2 separate regions of the Mus musculus genome follow, and region 2 is linked to region 1. Evidence: chromatin contacts called from public Hi-C data. All regions are on one chromosome and are shown on one strand. Each heading gives the region's core, a stretch centred on a gene start, on an enhancer-like site or on the middle of the called end of the contact. The rest is flanking DNA. Distances are from core to core; before and after follow the strand shown. Region 1 overlaps Cpsf2 (cleavage and polyadenylation specific factor 2). Region 2 overlaps Rin3 (Ras and Rab interactor 3).

Evidence for each region. A called contact is a pair of places that touch in the nucleus more often than the background predicts.
Region 2: a Hi-C map of bone marrow-derived macrophages shows a contact between it and region 1, with 32 read pairs. The contact joins two enhancer-like sites. A contact is called at or near these places in 3 of 15 datasets of contacts at CTCF or cohesin (large pre-B cells, pro-B cells and stem cell-derived epiblast-like cells), 53 of 484 Hi-C or Micro-C datasets (B cells, the Ba/F3 cell line, the C2C12 cell line and 32 more), 5 of 115 datasets of contacts at active chromatin or transcription factors (the HPC-7 cell line, acute myeloid leukemia, bone marrow-derived dendritic cells and 2 more) and 1 of 9 other capture datasets (embryonic stem cells).

What each region holds. Positions count from the first base shown.
Region 1 is chr12:101,993,631-101,996,330 of GRCm38.p6, reverse strand. The region is part of intron 8 of Cpsf2 (cleavage and polyadenylation specific factor 2); the gene reads right to left. Among named protein-coding and RNA genes, the nearest start is that of Cpsf2, 19 kb to the right of the region's middle. Within about 2 kb of position 1,295, at least 56 of the 459 cell types and tissues checked have an H3K27ac peak or open chromatin away from gene starts, as enhancers often do. A contact at or near this core is called in bone marrow-derived macrophages and microglia, where this site is marked.
Region 2 is chr12:102,338,052-102,340,751 of GRCm38.p6, reverse strand. All of the region lies in intron 3 of Rin3 (Ras and Rab interactor 3), which reads right to left. Among named protein-coding and RNA genes, the nearest start is that of Rin3, 56 kb to the right of the region's middle. Within about 2 kb of position 1,426, at least 29 of the 459 cell types and tissues checked have an H3K27ac peak or open chromatin away from gene starts, as enhancers often do. A contact at or near this core is called in bone marrow-derived macrophages and microglia, where this site is marked.

The DNA of each region.
Region 1 (2,700 bases), core at 46-2,545:
TTAATTTATTAGTGGTTGTTGACACAGGTAACACATAGAAGCTATCACAATTTGCTTAATCTGCAAGACTGGAAATGCCAACTGCTACCTGGGCAAAGGGTACTGTACTGGCTAGTTTTGTGTCAACTTGACACAGCTGGAGTTATCACAGAAAAAGGAGCTTCAGTTGAGGAAATGCCTCCATGAGATCCAACTGTAAGGCATTTTCTCAATTAGTGATCAAAGGGGAAAGGCCCCTTGTGGGTGGGACCATCTCTGGGCTGGTAGTCTTGGTTCTATAAGAGAGCAGGCTGAGCAAGCCAGGGGAAGCAAGCCAGTAAGGAACATCCCTCCGTGGCCTCTGCATCAGTTCCTGCTTCCTGACCTGTTTGAGTTCCAGTCCTGACTTCCTTGGTGATAAACAGCAGTATGGAATTGTAAGCTGAATAAACCCTTTCCTCCCCAACTTGCTTCTTGGTCATGATGTTTGTGCAGGAAGAGAAACCCTGACTAAGACAGGTACATTACAGTGTTTCCAGCAGATATTATTAGCAAACTGTCAGAAGATAATTTGCTAACAAAAATTAAACTGTGCTTGTCTTATGACATAGATCTTCCTATTTCTAGAATTCAATCTACTAAAAGAGATGTTTTTAAAAAGTATATAGTAGTAACATTTAAAATAATAAGAACTGGGCAAATTCATCAACATGCAACAACTGAATTAGCAGTTTTTATCATCAGAGTACCTTGAAAACTAGAGAATCCTTGGGGCTGGCGAGATGGCTCAGTGAGGAAAACACTTCACTGCCATGAAGGCCCCGTAACCTAAGCTCCAACCCTAGAACCCACTGTGCAAGGAGAGAACCAACTCCAGAAAGCTGTCCTTGGACTTCCATGAGTGCACCATGTGTATATACACGTGTATATACATAACGATTTAAAAACATAAAGAGACCAAGGGGCTCAGAGGTTGAGGACTGACTGCTCTTCCAGATGATCTGGCTACAATTCTTGGAATACACATAGCAGTACACAACTGTCTGGAGGCATACCCTCTTCAGGCCTCCATGGGCACGAGACATGCACGTGGTGCAGACATATAAGCAGGCAAAGCATCCACATATATAAAAGAATAAGAAAACAGTTAATGCAAACAGAGCCTAGATTTTAATTTGTGTGTGTGTGTGTGTGTGTGTGTGTATATGTTGGGAGATCATGAACTAGAAAGGGGATCATGGGAAAGGCAGAAGAGATATGAAGGGAGAAGTAGAGACAGTAATGGGATAAGCTTGGTAAGAGCAGAAAGAGGAACTATTTTGAGGAAGGAAGGGAGCGAGTGTGGGCAGGGGGGAGAGCAAAGCACAGCAGCTCATGTGTAGATGAAAATGCTATAATGAAACTCACCACTTTGCATGCTAACCTAAAAATTATTAGCAATTTTTCAATGTCAATTCACAAGGAATCAATGCAACATGTACTCCTGGGCACTCTTGGACAAAACTGGAACACGTGACTTAAAAGGACACTGTTGTACCAACCGGCTAGAGTTGGCAGGGTCAGAGTTTATCTCCTTTTTTCTGTGGCTCCTGTTTCCACATCATACACTGTAGTACTATCCAAGGTAAGGCAAGGCTAGAATAACTGCTATTTCTTTCAAAATGTGTGTGTAATGCTCTGCTTGTGTGATAAAGATGTGATACAGCAAATCCAGCTAAAACCCTGACAATTGGGTAGTTGAAACATTCACGCTATTTTTTTGCAACTTTTGGTTAAATTTGAAACTATTTCAAAATAAAAATTAAAAATTAATTCCAAATTAAGTGACAAATGCTCACAAATGTGGCATCTCACATTTGGCTAGTAGCTTACTTGAAACATGATTTAAAATTATAAAATGTTAGCAACTCACATAGATACCTTGCCCACAAATTTTAAATAAGTATTTAATTCCTTGATTTAACTTGTACCTCTTGTTTAAAAAAAAAAAAAAAAAAAAAGTTTGTCTTGGCCTCCTGGTTGGTTCAAACCTGTAATCTCAGAACTCAGGAGTCTTAGGGGGAAGAATTTAGAGTTTCTGGCCAGGATGAACTAACTATGTAACAAGACCCCATCTACATACATACATACATACATACATACATACATACGTCTGTTTTATATTCCAGTTCAGATATCTGAAATAACTGCTGTATTAATAAAGCTTCCAGAAAATCGGCCCTAAGATATATTGCTTCTACACTTGCACTATATCATTCCAAATTATGCTTTTTTCCTAATCTAGCCTAATTCCTTAATCCTAAACTTCCAGTCTGTTAATTGTTTTAACATTACTATTTTAAGATTACTGGGTTTCTTCTTCTAAATGATCAAGGCTTAGGTTTCTCAGACACTGTGTGTTCATGAAAAGTCAGACTCCATAGTAAACGCTGGTGTGTCAGTGACCTGGCCTGGTAGGAACTCAGCCTTTGTCATTGTGATGGTAACCAGCAGATTAGGATATTAGGCACTAGTCTGGCCACTCAGAATATGAAAAAATTTCCTCTTCTTCTGGAACTTTATTCAATTTGGTGGCAAAAGACAACAATAAAGAATACTTGGTAATAAAAACTAACAAAAATAATACAAAGTTGTACCAACTAGATAGTTGTAGCTGAGGCCCTTTAAACAGACTGAGAGGACAAGGAGCCAGCCAGGGTAAATCATGCGATTCTCCTACAG
Region 2 (2,700 bases), core at 177-2,676, 340 kb before region 1:
AGGCCTGTGCGCAAGCTCTGGGTTCTCTGCCTACCCCTTCCTTCCACATTTGCCTGCGCGGAGCTTCCCCTGCACACACTCCGTACCCTGGCACTCTGCATGAGCTGTCCTGCCACTTCATATGCACTTCCTCTCTCACCAAATAGGACATTTCTCTCTGTCCTTCAGGACACCCCCACCTTCCACACCTACCCATTCATCACCAGTGGTGGTGGGGCAGTTCTTCTGTGGGCAAATCCTAAGATTGTCTAGATTAGTCATCTACGCATACCTTGAGCCAACCTAGTGTACTTAAACTGAATAAACAAATAAACCAAGGTATGTAACTCTAAACATGGCAAGTGAGTTCCTCTTCTTGGAGAGAAGTTTTCTGAGAGCAGAAGCATCTATTCCTCTTCTTCCTTCTGAGACAGGGTCCCCTCCTGTAGCCCAAGTTGTCCTCAAACTCATGGTCCTCCTCTCTTGGATTCCTCCTCCAGTCCCTACAAATGCTGGGATAACAGGTGCACATTTATTTTTGCTTTATAAATTATTTTTTTTAATATCCAGGTGGTGGTGGCGCACACCTTTAGTCCCAGCACTCAGGAGGCAGAGGCAGGTGGATCTCTGGGAGTTTTAGACCAGCCTGGTCTACAGAGTGAGTTTCAGGACAGCCAGAGCCACATAGTGAAACCCTTTCTTGAGCCCCTCTCCCTCAAAAACTGTATCTATTTATATGCAGGGGAGGGGGGCAAGGGACAGTGCATGTGACAACTCTGTGCACTAGGAATTCAGAGGACAGCTTATGGAAGTTGAATTTCTCTTCTACCATGTGAGTGGGTCCCAGGCATGAACTCGGTTGTCAGATTTGGTAGTGAATGTTTTTGCCTGCTGAGCCATCTCACTGGCCCAAGAATAGGCCCATGGAGTAGTAGGAGCAGGCGCTGAGAGCTGAGAGTTGGACTGCTGTGGTTTAAATTGTGGCTTTGCCTCTCACGAATGTGTGATTCTGACTAGCCTTGGTCTCTGAAAAAACAGGGGTTATGATTTTTGTTATCTACGTCTGTGTAACAGAAGACAGAACTGAGTGGCTTGGAAATAGCAACTGTAGCTCATGATTTATGGGTCAAAAGCAGGCAGGGCTCAGCTGGGAGATTCTTCTGTTCCTAGGGGAAATGGCTTTTTCACTTGGGTCCTGGTCTTGTCTGCAGGATCCAGGATGTTTCCCCTCAAATCAGGGAGAGTTAAAAGCGACATCCAGCCAGGCCCTTCTCCCTCCCATTACCCCCAGACCCTTCTCCCCAGGATGGAGGCAACTCGGCTCTCAGAGATTAAAAAGAAGCTGCCAATTCTCTGAAAACCTAGGAGGAACTGGCTAGAGCCATTTCTGCTTATTCTGTTGACCACAGATGTCACAGGCTCAAGTAGATTCAAGGGAAGGGGGCAGTAAGACTCCACCCCAGGAAGGAAGAAGTGTCAAAAAAATATACCTTAACCTGCCACACTGTGGTGCCATATCCTAAAGCTGATATGCAGATTAAACTAGCAGAGCAATTGGAATCCTAGCACTTGGGAGGCTGAGGCAGGAGGATGGTATGTCTGAGGTCAGGCTGAGCATGTGGAGAGATCCTGGGTCGAAATTAGAAAAGAAACATTTCCTACCAAATGCTTGATAACTGACTGCTATCTTATGGCATTCCTTCATTTCTCCCATCACACTTAGCCAAGACTCAGCACCCAGCCACGTCTCACTACGTACTTCTGGTGCCACAATTCAGAGGAGGAAGGGGCATGTGGATGATTTAGGCTAGCCTAGAAGTTGGAGATTCTTACAGCAATCCATTGAGTCACATTCTGCAAACCTGAGATCCTGCTGGAGTCCCAAGACTCTGGTAGGAAACTAAAGTCCTCAGAGGCCCAGGGGATCCAACACAAACCCAACACACCCTTTTCTAAGGCTCTCCCCCAAATTCTGCTATAGGGAGGTCCCATAGGTTATAAGCATGAACTTCTGCCCATGTTTATCTGTATAGTATGTGACCACTGAACTTCAAAGCTAAGTCTGTCTCTTGGCTTTTTCTTTCATGGCCCCTGCCATGAATACTTCTCAAAGAAAAGCAAGTGGGATCTCCGTGGCATACTTCCAGAGAATGACATGACAGGCTGTGGTCCTCAGGATGCTGAAGCCAAGGAGAAGCACCTCAGATGTCTGTGTGGAAATTCCCTCAAGACTCCAAATGCAAGCCATGAATAGCTGAGTCACATCATCTATCTGATTTCTCCAAGAATTTAAGATCCTATCACAGTGTGCTCAGATTCCAACTCAAACTACCATGTATGCCCCACCCCATGCTTTAGTTTGCAAGATGCTCACATACATGTGAAGGCCCAAGGTTCTCTGGGGTGGTTATTCACCTCCTGGTTTTTCAGATGGGAAGTGGGAGCAGCAGGGGGATGGCCATAATCAGCTCTCTAGGGAAAACTAAAACCATCCTGGGTATAGCACCTTCTGGTTTTATGATATACTTAATTTCTAGCTGGGGAGAGGCACATACAACTCTCTCCAGAGGTTCTGACTGATTCTAGCATGACCAGGGCCTTAGCCCAGAGGAAAGACTGCCTGTGCTCATCCGGCAGAGGCAGAGGCAGAGGCAGAGGCAGAGGCAGAGGCAGAGGCAGAGGCAGAGGCAGAGGCAGAGGCAGAGGCAGAGGCAGAGGCAG